Regions from separate parts of the Macaca mulatta genome. Here region 1 is linked to region 2. A link is a contact called in public Hi-C data. All regions are on one chromosome and are shown on one strand. Each heading gives the region's core, a stretch centred on a gene start, on an enhancer-like site or on the middle of the called end of the contact. The rest is flanking DNA. Distances are from core to core; before and after follow the strand shown. Region 1 holds the start of CD82 (CD82 molecule). Region 2 overlaps CD82 (CD82 molecule).

Region 1 (6,235 bases), core at 374-2,873, 48 kb before region 2:
GGGCTCATCCCAGAGAGGTTAAGTATCTTGCCTTGTCCTGGGGTTAAAAAGCAACCAGGAAGCTACCTAGGTCTGTGTGATTCTCAGACCACTCTAACTTCTTTACAATTTCTCAACAGTGGTTCATGCTTGAATGTGATTCAGAATCACCTGGAGGCCGTATTCAAACCAATTGTCCCACAGTTTTCCATTCAGTAGGTTGGGATAGGGCTTCAAAATCCACATTCCTAACAAGTTCCCAGATGATGTTGCTCCTGGTTCAAGGACCACGCTGTGAGAACTACACTGCTGGGCTGGGATCCAGCTCCCGCCCCTACTCCACCCAGACAAAGCGCTCATAATCATACCCTCCCACAATGGTGTGTTGTGAGATGCCAATGTGATAATGGAAGTGAAAGAGCTTCGTCAGCTGCCCAGATGAATGCCCCTGGTCATTAACCAGTTAATCTGCCTGAAGCTAGTCCCCCGGAGGCTGGGGGGGCGCAGAAGGCTGGGACACAGGGTGGGCACCGCAGCCATCTAGAGAATTCTTGCAGCGCACCTCAATTCTGGGTCACTTTTTTTTCAGGGAGAAAGCCAGCTTTGAGGGCTTAGGCCCGCAGTCCTTCCTGCCACTCTTCTCAACCCACACCTCCTCCCTCACCTCAGGCAGCTGCTGGGCACTGCCCCAGCACTGGCTGGCCTGGGCTACTTCCCCAGGGGCCAGTCCAGGCAAGCTGGGGCAGCTCAAGCCTGTGACTCAGGACCTGAGGCTGAATCCCGCTCACGCCCGCCTCCATGATATTCAGAGGCCGTGACTTCCCTTCTGTGAGCCTTAAACTGCACATTAGTAAAATAGGCGCAACGAGAGTACCCATGAGTTGTGGGAATTCAAGGACTAGAACTTTATACAGCGCTTGGCATAGAGCCTGGCCCCTGGCAAGGATTCAATCAATGGTAGTCAGTATTTTCAAAAAGTGCCTGGGCCCAGGCCGCCTCCTGATAGAGGCCCCGACTTGGAACACAAACCGCTCCCACGCCGTTCCCCGGCTGCACCCGGATACACCCGCCCTGGAATGCCAGCGTGGGGGCCCCAGGGCTACCCGCCCGGAGCTGAGAGGGGCAGGGCAGGCCAGGATTAGGAAGGCGCTGAGCCGGGGCTGGGGCGGGGAGGGGCGTGGCCTCACCCTACTAAGGCCGAGGGATGGGGTGGGCACGAAAGAGAAAGTGAAGGAGGCAGGGGCGCTGGGAGGGCCCGGGAGACCGGGAAGGACGAGGTAGGCGGGAGCTGGGCGGGACCGTTAGGCAGCGCCGTGAGTGGGCAGGGCTGGAGCGGCGCTGGCTTCATCCCCTGTGTAACCTGGGGGCGGGGCTGCCGGGATAGAAGAGAGAAGCCGTAGCGGGGCGGGGAGAGGGGCGGGGCCTCAACTCCAGCAGGGCCCGGCGGCGGGGCTGGTCGGGATAGGGCCATAGCGGGCGGGGCCTGGCCGGCGGGAGCGCACCGCCTTCTCAAAGGGCTCGGGGGCGGGGTCGGCGGAGGGGCGCCGAGGGGGCGTGTCCCCGGGGGGCGGGGCCTGCCGAGTCCGCGGCGTTCCCCGGCTGCAGCCAGGAGGGGGCCGAGGAGTGACTGAGCCCAGGGCTGCGCAGTCCGACACTGACTGGGGCACAAGCGGGCGACGCTGGGCCTGCAGCGCGGAGCAGAAAGCAGAACCAGCAGGTGAGCAAGGGGGCAGCAGGCCGGGGGAGCCTGCCCGACAACCAGAGGCAAAGTTAGTTTTGACCCCCGCTTCTGCGGTCCGTCTCGGACAGCTTTCCTCGGAACTAGTGACAGGTCGGGGCAGCTGGTGGGTGAAAAGGAGCTTTAGCCCCCAGTCCTGAACCCCCAGTTCTCACACTCGGGCTTGCACCAGCTGCGTGATCCTGGGTCCGTCCCTCCACCCGGCTCTGGACCTCCCAGGTTCCAGCAGGAGGAAGTGAACCAGATTAATTCTACGCGGCCGTTGCCCTTTCTCACTTAAAACGCCGGAAGGTGAGAGCTGGCAGGTGAGCACAGGCTGCAGGTCGCCACAGGTGTTCCCATCGCATTGCCCTCTGCAGTTTCTCTCCCTGCAAAATGGGACTAAGAGAAGCGAATTGCTTTAAAGAGTGCACTGGTTCCTCGGTTGGGGCTCGTAACCCATGAACTCTGGGGAACAGGAGGCCAAAGCAAGGAGGTTCCATTTCCCGCCTCACCTGCTTCCCACAATTTCTGACAGTTCAGCTGAGTCGGACCCCCTAAGACTTCAAGTTGGAAACGCAGTGGGGCTTTTCCAGGTGAGCTGGCCTGAGCAGGGGGTTGGAAACGGGAACAGTTCTTACACTGGTGACTGGGGAAGAGAAGAGAAAACGCCACCAATCCTTGCGCCCAGGGTCAAGCCCAGGGCCCCAGTGGCTCTTGCAGCATACCCAGGGTTAATTTCTCGGCTGACAGGTTCTGTTCCTGGTGGCCGTGGGTGCTCTGTGCTGGGCCCCAGTAGTGGGGCAGCCTAGTTCTGTGGTCAAGGGCCTGGGCTTTGGGATCAAACTGATTTGGATTCCATTCCCCCTCCAAACTTCAGTTTCCTCACCTGTAAAACAGGGATAATGGCAACATCCAATGGCAGGAGCAAGCACTAAATAGAATACTGTGTATACACTACTTAGCAAGGCGCCAGGAAACCAGTGAGACCTCCGTCCGTGACAGCTGCTTTGATGCGGATGGGCAGGTGATGGGCTTGCTTCCTATGCGGAATAAGCCTTTTTTTTTTTTTTTTTTTTGGAGAGATGGGGTTGGCTACAGCCCCTCCTGACCTTGTGAGAGCCAGAAATTGCCAACTGCTACCAACATCACTCTATTTAAGGGATGAGGACTGTCATCTGGAACAAAGAGTGGCTGAGTTTTCTGTAATGTTGCTTGAGGTTGGTGAGTGTTGAGTTAAATACGTCTAAAAATGTTTACTGAGCACCTACTATATGCTAGAGAGAGCTAGAGGTACAGAGGTGAACTAGCCAGACCTGACTTGCTGACAATGAGGGCTCCCCCATCCCTACCATGTCCCTGTAGAGAGGATCAGTCACACCCAGGGCTTATGACCAGATGAGATTTCATGGGTCTGTGCTGCCCTAGTGGCTGGAATCCAGCTATACCATTGCACACTTGGCTTGGGATGGAGGCGAGGGGCAATGTGGGCACCTGATATGTAAGCAGGGTTGGGCACCGAAGGACACTGAAGGTGCTGCATTATGTTGGCTCCCTGCATCTTCTGGGAGATAAGCTGTACAGTATGGAACAAACTGGAAAGTGCTGTGGGACAGAGATGGATTGGCGGCTGCGCTGTGTGCAGGAGACCGTGTGTGTATGTAGGGCAGGGGGAGGTGTTCAGAAGAGTGAGACACTTGAGAAGCCAGGGCAGGGGGTGGGGGTAAGGAGGCTTCCTGGAGGGGGTGAGACTTGAATAGGACTTTCTGCCTGGGCTCCTGGTCCTGGTTTGGCTTGGATCAACATGGGACCACAGTCTCTCCAAGCACTGAAGTGGCATAAACTGGAGTTTGGTATGGTGGGGAGGGAGAGGGTCTGGTAGGTGGTGCCTGAGGTAGGGAGGAGGAGACGTTCATTTCAACAGAGCCTACCTAGTGAGCCTTAAAAGAAAGCCCTCGCCATCACCACCTGCCCTTCCCACTGGATGAATGACAAGCAACCACATAAGGCTTGCACCCTCAGGTTGCTTACCATCCAGGAAGGGGCTTACACAAGAATACCAGTGACTCTGATGCAAGATAAATGAAAAAAGGATTAGAGGGATCTTCAGAGCCTTACAGACTGGGAAGATTTCGGCACCCAGAATGAAGATGGTGTCTTGGGGAGAGGAAAATGCCTAGGCAGAGGCAGGGAGGTCAACCTGTCCTGAGAAGTCTCAAGAAACTGCTAGGTTGCTCATTCTGGCTGAAGTTTGGGACTGTGCGGGGATACACAGTGGGACCAGTAGGTGGAATCAGCTTACAGAGGGCCTTGAATGCCAGGGTAAGAACTTTGGATCTGATTTGCAGAAAGTGGGAGCCACTGAAGGTTTCTGAGGAGAGGAGTGACACAACAGAGCAGCACTTTAGGAAAGTCAGTCTGTGCCAGATGTGCTGGGGTGGAGGATCCAGCAGTCAAGGAATAATGAACCAATGGCTGCAGTGACAGGGAAGAAGGGGTCTGGGTGGCTTTGGGGATGTCTGCAATTGGGAGTGAAGGAAGAGACACCAGTCATGGGGATAGCGAAGGCGCCACTGGAGGGGTGGAAGGGGACTGTTCCAGCACCTTTGCACTTCTTTCTCCTCCCCATCCTGTCTGGTACATACCAGGGGCTCAGGAAGGTGGCTGGATTGGGTGAGTGGTGGGGGCACTGGGAGGGTGATGAATGCTACAAGGGGGGGGGGTTGCCCATGAAGGGGAGGCATCTGGGCCAAAAAGTGGGAGCCTGTGCCAGCCAGCAGTAAGTTTGGGAGTGGGGGCGGGGTGGTTGGAAGAAGTGCCTGCTGGTCCCTCCTTCCCATCCCAGCCCAGGGAGGGTAGGGGTGAGAGGTCACCCTGTGCTATCTCTGGCAGTGGGTGAGCAGTCAAGGTACAAGTTTCCCACAGTAGGGGGACTGGGGCAGGATTTTGGCTTCCCTGGGCTCCTCTGAAGTTTCTGCTATGTGGGGGTGGCCCCCTCTGTCTTGAGGCCTCACACTTTAGAGTCACAGCCTGGAATCTCCCATCACCTATCCCCTTCTACCCTGGGGTTCCCCCAAGGACCAGACAGTTCCCACTCAACCCATAGCTGAGCAGCCCCAAGTCCTGAGTGTTCTTTTGGATTTGGAGCATCTGGGGCCAGCTGGCACCCCTGCTTCTGGTTTGGCCTTGGCCTTCTGCTCCAAACCGTTATACCCACTTCCTCCGCCCCACGGGAAGCTCACGGGGGGCGGTTATGACTTAATCAAGAAGATCAAACGGCCAGAAGCTGGCTCTGTGAGAGGTGGGAAGGGAGGGAAGAGCCTGGACTGTTTGGCCTGGGCCTCTCCGTGGGACAGGACCCGTTTAATCTTAGCAGGAACTGCCCTACCCACCCGCTTCCCCTCCACTAAGCCGGGGTCTGAGGAGCTGGGAGGGGAAGCCCAGAGGTAAACATGGAGCGAGTGGTGTGGGACGTGTTGCTCCCCTCGCCCCTGACGCTGCCCTGAGAAGAGGCAGACAACCACAGACCTGGGGCCTCTGCAACAGGCCCAGCTGCTGTCTCTCGGAGGCTGGCTGGCTCCTGACTCACCCCTGGGCTTCCCCTCCACTGTGGTTTTCCTGTCAGCAGCTGATTCACTGTGCCGACAAGGAGAGGCAGCTGATAGAGGAAAGAGACCCATGTTCTGGTCCTTGGAGTTGGCTCCTGCTCTGCTGTTTGTGTGTTGTGTGACTTTAGATAAGTTTCGTCTCCTCTCTGGGATTCCTTCCCTGACTTGCGGATGCCCCATTCTTTCCTTGGCTCCCAGGGAGTTCTGGGACCTGGGATCTATCCTTTGCAAAATAGGGCGTATCTGTGAACACCCACCCATACTCAGGCGTGCACACACACACACAAACAACCCCAACACAGTGGAGCTGGGCAGCTCCCCTCAGACAGAGCACTTGATCCTGCCTCCCTGTTCTTACCTTGTTTCCCCCACCTGAAGCACCTTTACCTACCTTCTGCCTGTTCACAGATTAGAGAGATGATGGTGCGGCATGGCAGTAAAGCACTGGACTTTAGAGTTGAGATCTCGGCCCTGCCAATTTCTAGCTATGCAACCCTTTCTGAGCCTCAGTTTTTGAACCTGCAAATGGGGATAATGATGGTCATGGCTTCATAGGGCATGAGCAGAGGACAAAAAAGTACACATGAAATGCTTAGAATTGTTATCCCTAGCACATAGTAAATGCTCGATAAAGGAGAGCCGTTGTTGTTTGCTGCGTCTAGTTGGTCTTTCAAGGCTGGTGCCAGGCTCCTTCTCAGGCCCCCAGGGACATTCCCAGAACACCTTCCTTCTGCACAGGGCCTCTGCGCCTCTCCAATACGTGTGTGCCCCAAGACGGCGGTCATGTCTGGCTATGTGGGGTTCTCTGGCTCTTCCTGGGGGCGGCTGGGTCTCCTCACTGTGACGCTCAGCTTCCTGAGGGGCAGTAGGTCTGAACATTGCTGGCTGCTTTTCCCAAGCCCCTCCTTGCCCTTCACCTTCTCCTCTGTGC
Region 2 (6,684 bases), core at 3,885-6,384:
GGGCTAACTTGGGCACTGAGCTTCCTGGCAGTCAAGGCAAAAGTGGAAAATAGTGGATTGTGTAGATGAAAAGCAGCTTGTTTGGCTATGAGGCAGGAAGCCAGCAGTTAAGGGAGGGAAATTCCTTTCCCAGAAAAATGGTTGTGGGGTCAGGTCTTCATTTTTGCCCTATGGCACTGGAGCTTCTTTAGTACCCAGTTAGTGATATAAACAGGGTGGATTAGAATCAGGCCCCAGTGAGCCAGCTTCTATGACTCAGAAGCTGGTCGCCTCTACAGGGATCTCGTGCAGTCTGTGTGATTCACCATCTCTCAGTAATAAAGATGGCACCCACCGCGTTGGCACCAACCACATGCCAGGAGCTGAGCTAGAAAAGTGAGCTGAAATACACGTTTCAAATTTACAAACATTTTCCATTTGAAGAAACTGAGACCCAGGAAAGCAAAGTGACTTTCGGCCACTGACACACGCAGCTTTGGTGCATCAGAGCGGGGATTTCCATCCTGCTCCCTCGGAGTCCGAGGCCCATGCCTCCCTGTACACCGTGCTGCCCTCCCGTGGGCTGTTAACTCTGCTTGGCTGATGATGATGAGCTTAGACTCACAGGTGTCCTGTCAGTCCCAGAACAGGACTTGTTTCGAGATTTGGGTTTCCCAACCCCAGCCAGGCTCTGTGCATTGCACGACCGCCCCCATCTTCCCCTCCAGAGTCCACACCCCCTAGTCGCAGCCTGCCTCACCTTCGTCCACCACCACCTTTTCTGGAAGGCAGGGGGACATTTTCTGGCTTTGCTGAAGAAGTTCTGATGCCACTGTATTGCCCAAGTTGGAATGAACGATTTCTTTCTTCTTTCCCAACGCGTCGTAAATCTCAGTGGAAGACTAAACATACTTTTGATGGTGTTTATTCTGGCAGACAAGGCTCGGCATGGGGGTGGGACTTGCCTGAACCTAAGGAAGAAAGGCCTTTTGAAAGGAGATAGGGCTCCTGTGCAGGTGGGTGGGAGCGACTCTGCTGTGGTCTCCAGGGCTGCCCTCCGTCCTTCCTGCCCCTGCCACCCGCAGCCACTGTTCTTAGGGCAGCGATGGGGAGGTTGGGGACCTTGGCATGGCATGTCACCTCTGGAGCCTTGGGTTCTGCTTCTATAAATTGAGAATAAACCTGCCTCTCCCTGCCCTAGCACCCAGGCTGGAGTGAACACAGACTGTGATACTTCTATGAACATGCAGAGTGGTATCCAAGGGTCTCGACTATGGAACCACTGCTCTGACATTCTGGGCATGCTACTCAGCCTCCCTGTGCCTCAGTTTCCTCATTTGTCAAACTAGTAACAATATAGGCCCGCTCACTGTCCCTTCTCTGCAATTCTGAAATCCAGAAAAGCACTTTGAAAACCAAAAGTAGGCTGGGAGCGGTGGCTCACACCTGTAATCCCAGCACTTTGGGAGACCGAGGCGGGCGGATCACGAGGTCAAGAGATCAAGACCATCCTGGCTAACACGGTGAAACCCCGTCTCTACTAAAAATACAAAAAATTAGCCGGACACGGTGGTGGGCACCTGTAGTCCCAGCTACTCAGGAGGCTGAGGCAGGAGAATGGCGTGAACCCGGGAGGCGGAGCTTGCAGTGAGCCGAGATCGCGCCACTGCACTCCAGCCTGGGAGACAGAGCAAGACTCCGTCTCAAAAAAAAGAAAAAAGAAAAAAGAAAACCAAAAGTAGCATTTGCAACTGATTTGATGGCAAAATTGAACCTGAACAGAAGCAAGGCTGTGTATGGGCTTTGCCTGCCCCATTAGGGCATCCCTGGGGAAATAGAAATGGGAGTCATTGCAGGCTGCTACCCCAGCCCCCACTGGCGGGTGTGATCTGTCCCCCCAGGCCCTTTCTAAAACCTGATCCTGTCTGGAGCCGGAGCCCCCAGGGGCTGCCTCGCAGCACTTGAGAGATGAAGAGCCCTAACATACGAGAAGGATGTCGTGCGGCGCCCAGCCGGAGGCCGATGTTGCTGGCATCGTTGCCAGTGTTTATTATTATTGCTGCCATTATTCACTTCATGAGGGCCTGGTAAGGGCTCAATAGGTGGCAGCTGTTCCTGCTGCCCTCGTTGTCAGCAGAGCAAGGGCTGTGGGAACCAGGATTTGGGCGTGGCACTAAGATCCTCATCTGCTTGTTTATCCAGCCTCTGGTGAGCAGAGCCCAACTCTGGGATTCAGGGGCCCTGTGTTTTAGTGTGGGCTCTGTCGCTGATTGCTGTGTGGCTTTGGAAAAGTTACCCAGCCCCTCTGATCCACAGGCGAGCTCTTGGGCCATGCCCAGTGCAGGCAATCAGGGATTCTGACTTGTTCTCTCTAGACAGTGGGGGTGGGAGGGGTGAGAAGGAAGCAGATGCAGTTTGCCCTTTCCTGTGGTGTGCGGGAGCTGAGCTGGATGCACTTGGCTGGCCCTACCTGTGCCAGGGAGGCCCCTGAGGCTCTGAGAGCTATCAGGCTTAAGGAGAAGACATTGGAGGGGAAGGGGCTCACTTGGCCTGGCTGGGAGCCAGAGGTGGGGGCTGTGACAGTGGCAGTGGCTGGTCAGACAGCTCCCCAGAGATGTTGGTCAGGGGAACTGTGATTTCCTTCTCGTCCTCCTCGCTCTCACCCTGAAAGCTCCAAATTGCTGGTGCGCATATACTCTCATGTGTGAGACGCAGGTGGCGAGACAGGTTCCTAGGGGACAGTGTGGTTCTCTGTGAGCTGTCTGCTTGCTGAATTAGAACTTCCTGATTCTCAGGCTTGGGGTTCTCTTGTGATGGGGCAGAGGGAGGAAGGGCAGCTGGAGCTGGGGACAGGGAGAGGTGACCTTTCTCTTCCCTGTTGAGAAGGGAATGGAGGAGTCCAGGCCGTTCCTCTGGAAAAGGATTATGGAAAGACACTTGGGCTAGAATCTCTGAAGCACATGCTGGCCACTGGCTCCGAATTCTGGGGTAGCTAGTTACGGGGCTTGCAGCTGGACTTGCAGGAAAGATACAGGTGGTCACAAAGACTAAATGCTCCCACCACCCCCTTTATGGCCAAGGGCCCTCATTTCCTATCAGGGTACTGGGATGCAGCTTCTGAGCTGGTGTATCTGTATTCTAGCAAAGCATTTGCCAGCATCTCCTGTGGGAAACCTGGAGAGGACAGGAAGATGTGGGTCCAATTCATGCATTGGTACCTCATTATAAGGGGTGATTTCACACCTTAAAGAGCATGGTGAGAGGTCTGCACAGCACCCCAACAGGTGGGCACAGAAGCCTGAAAAGTTACCCTGGAGATGTAGTCTGGTCTCAAGTATCTCGATGAGATGTGTCCTTCAAGAGAGGGATTTGATTTATTCCTGTGGTCCCAGCTGGGACTTAGGTAGCTGGGAGAGGAGGAGGATGTGAACTAATACAGGTGGGTAGAAGTCATTTGAGCAGAACTTAAATTGTATCAAGAGCCTCCCAACTCCGCAACATGCTCTCGTGTGAGTTACTGAGTTCCCCATCACAGGGAGCATTTAAGCAGAGCCTAGAAAAGCGTGACTCTTACATTTGGATGATTTTCTGGATTCAAAGGTCTCTCCTAATTCTGACTGTGAAAATTCACACTAAAAGGGGAGGTCAAAGCGCAGCATTTGGGTGGGACGTGAGTAGAGCCACGCAGAGGACAGCAGGGTCACGGGGAGGCGGCGGGCAGCTTGCCGAGGCTAAGATCCTGGGGCCCTGGAGCTGCACAGATCAAGATCTGGTCATGTCTCCGCTGCTTTCTATCTGTGTGATCTTGGGAAGTTGCTCCAATTCTGAGCCTCACTTTTCTCTTCTGAGAAATGGGGAGGAGGGAGACAGGGAAGACAAGGCTGGCTTCCTCGGCATTCAACCTATGCAATCGCACAGGATGCTCTGCTGTTGCTGTATTGAAATTCTTTTTTTTTTTTTTCTTTTTGAGATAGAGTCTCGCTCTGTTGCCCAGGCTGGAGTTCTTAGCCCACTGCAACCTTCACTTTCTGGGCTCAGGTGATCCTCCTGCTTCAGCCTCCCGAGTAGCTGGGACTACAGGCACGTACCACCATGCCCAGCTAATTTTTGTGTTTTTAGTAGAGATGCAGTTTCACCATGTTGGCCAGGCTGGTCTCAAACTCCTGACCTCAAGTGATCTGCTCATCTCAACGTCCCAAAGTGTTGGGATTACAGGTGTGAGCCACCACGCCCGGCTGAAATTCTTAATAATTTTTAAACGAGGGGCTCTCCATTTTCACTTTGCACTAGGTGTAAATTATGCAGCTGACCCTGGGCAGGACTCTTTATGGCATGTGACAGTGACTCAACTGAAAGTGGCTAGAGCCAGCAGAAGGCTCAGCTGTATCCAGGTTCCCAAAGGCTGCTGCTGTCCCTCTCCACCCTTCAGCCCTGCCCTCCTCTGTTGGCTCCCTTCTCGGGCAGGCTGTCCCCCGTGGAGCCTGAGGGTAGCCCAGGTCCTCATCCTACCACATGGATGGAAAGAGGGCTAGGTGTGTGAGCGTGGATCTCAAGCCCATCTCTGAACCACTCACCGTGCCTGCGATGTGGATGGCACTGAGTGGCAGCCCAGGTCTTTTGCCTGCCTCTGGCATTGAGGGAGTGGGGCCTCCCCAGCTCCATGGAGAAATAGAAGGGTGGTTACACCCAAGCAGTGGGTTTCTGCAGGGCAGGCAGAAACAGTGGAGCGGTCCCTGGGTGGATGGAGGGAGATCATGAATGTCTGCTCCTGCTACCTCCATGTCCTTTTGGTCTCAGTAGCTACCTAGTTGCCAGGGTGACCTCCCTGTACTCCCAGCACAGGCCTCCTGAGCGTTGGGGTCCCAGGGCATCAGCTCCAAGCTGAACCAGCCCCTGTGGCCATGGTCCTCGTGGCCCAGGTGTGTCCCTCAACCACATTCTGGACTGAAAGATGTTGTGGTGTTTCCATGGAAACCACCTGTCTAGGTGGAAACCACCCAGCTTCCATCACCTTCTCGTTTCAGGGGGCCTGGGGGAGAAACAGGGAAGTCCAGGCTGCTGTGACAGCCACGCTGGGGTTTAAACAGAGCCTCAGTGCAACATGTCGTGAGGAAGCTGGGTGGGTGGGGAGGATGTGGGCGAGGCAGCTTTCTGCACAGATGCTTCTGGAGAACCCATCCTTTCCACACCATAGGGATCACCCACCCATTGGGGTTGAGAGGTGGACCTGAGATGTCAGATTGGCTGGCAGACAGCCCAGGCTATGTGACTCAGGCAAACCACTTAGCTTTTCTGGGCCCTGGTTAAAACTGGGTATGGCCATGTGGTTTAAATGCCAATAAAGCTTAATAGGTAAAAACCTGGGTTCTGAAATCAGCCAAGCCTGGGTACAAACGTCACTTCTTCCACATGTTGGCTGTGTGACCTTGGGCAAGTTAATTAACCTCTCTGAGTTTGTTTTCTATGTCTCTATAATGAGGGAATGGGGTGAATACCTAGGCCATAGGTCTGCTGTGAAGATTCAGTTGAGATAATACATTTAAAGTGCTTACCACAGCACCAGGTACATAACAAACATTTGATAAAAGTTAACTACTATTAGTGTTGTGATTAATTACTGACAAGAAAGCTTTGTAAATTGCAGAACTCTGTATAAGGTTTTTTTTTTTTTTTTTTTTTTTTTTTTTTTTTTTAAAGTATCATGCTGAGAGCTTTATTGAGAGAAGGGCAGGGAGCATCATCGGAGGCTGGTTTCTCAGCATTCTTTTTTTTTTTTTTTTGAGATAGAGTTTCACTCTGTCACCCAGGCTGGAGTGCAGTGGTGCAATCTCAGCTCAGTGCAAGCTCCACCTCCCGGGTTCAAGCCATTCTTCTGTCTCAGCCTCCCAAGTAGCTGGGACTACAGGCACTTGCCATCAAGCCCAGCTAATTTTTTGTAATTTTTTTTAGTAGAGATGGGGTTTCACCATGTTAGCCAGGATGGTCTCGATCTTCTGACCTCGTGATCCGCCCACCTCGGCCTCCCAAAGTGCTGGGATTACAGACATGAGCCACCATGCCCGGCCCCAGCATTAATTTAACCAAGAGTGAGGAGCCAGGGCTGCAGGTCCATCTGCAGGATATGAGTTTTCTGTTCATTCGAGGGCTGCCTGTGGGGAGCTGCAGGAAGCCCCACCCACAGGGTTCCCTGGGAGTCAGGCTCTAAAACCCCATCTAGAAGTACCTATCCCGTTTCTCCCAATTCTTCCTTCTCAGGAACCAAGGTGGGAAGGTGTGTGGCCTTCTCCTTTGCATCCCTGCCTTCTAGAGTCCCTCACCCTGGGGCTTCCCACTGCCATGACCAGCCCATCCATGCATGTGCCCTGGAAGGCCTCTGGGCAAGGTCCGTTTGAGAGGCGAGGTGGAGCCAGGCAGGGGCTGGCTCTCGGAGGCCCCCCTCCCACCCAGGTCTGCTTATTGCGGAGGGAGGCCCTGCCCTCAGCTGGCTCTGGGTTTGCCTCCCTTTGCACAACTGACTTATTTCAAAACCCCCCTTCTGCCTGCTTTGTACATGAGGGTTTTCTCTGTGGGGTTAGCCGAGAGCAGGTGCTGCTCTCCACCACAAGGAGAGTGACCCTCAATTCCTGAGCAGGGTGAGGATCAGCATAGGCAAGATGTAGATTTGGGCCAGGCGTGGGGTCTCAGGCCTGTAATCCCAACACATTG

The links. Hi-C and Micro-C count contacts between places; a contact is called where the count stands out from the background.
Region 1: a Hi-C map of blood shows a contact between it and region 2, with 5 times the contacts expected there. The contact joins the promoter of CD82 here to the enhancer-like site in region 2. A contact is called at or near these places in 9 of 14 Hi-C or Micro-C datasets (CD4 T cells, blood, cortical neurons and 4 more).

What each region holds. Positions count from the first base shown.
Region 1 is chr14:21,025,028-21,031,262 of T2T-MMU8v2.0, reverse strand. CD82 (CD82 molecule) reads left to right here and starts at 1,623. Exons shown (of 10, transcript XM_077963082.1): 1 at 1,623-1,696; 2 at 2,235-2,292.
Region 2 is chr14:20,980,146-20,986,829 of T2T-MMU8v2.0, reverse strand. All of the region lies in intron 6 of CD82 (CD82 molecule), which reads left to right. Among named protein-coding and RNA genes, the nearest start is that of CD82, 46 kb to the left of the region's middle. Within about 2 kb of position 5,134, at least 4 of the 40 cell types and tissues checked have an H3K27ac peak or open chromatin away from gene starts, as enhancers often do. A contact at or near this core is called in blood, where this site is marked.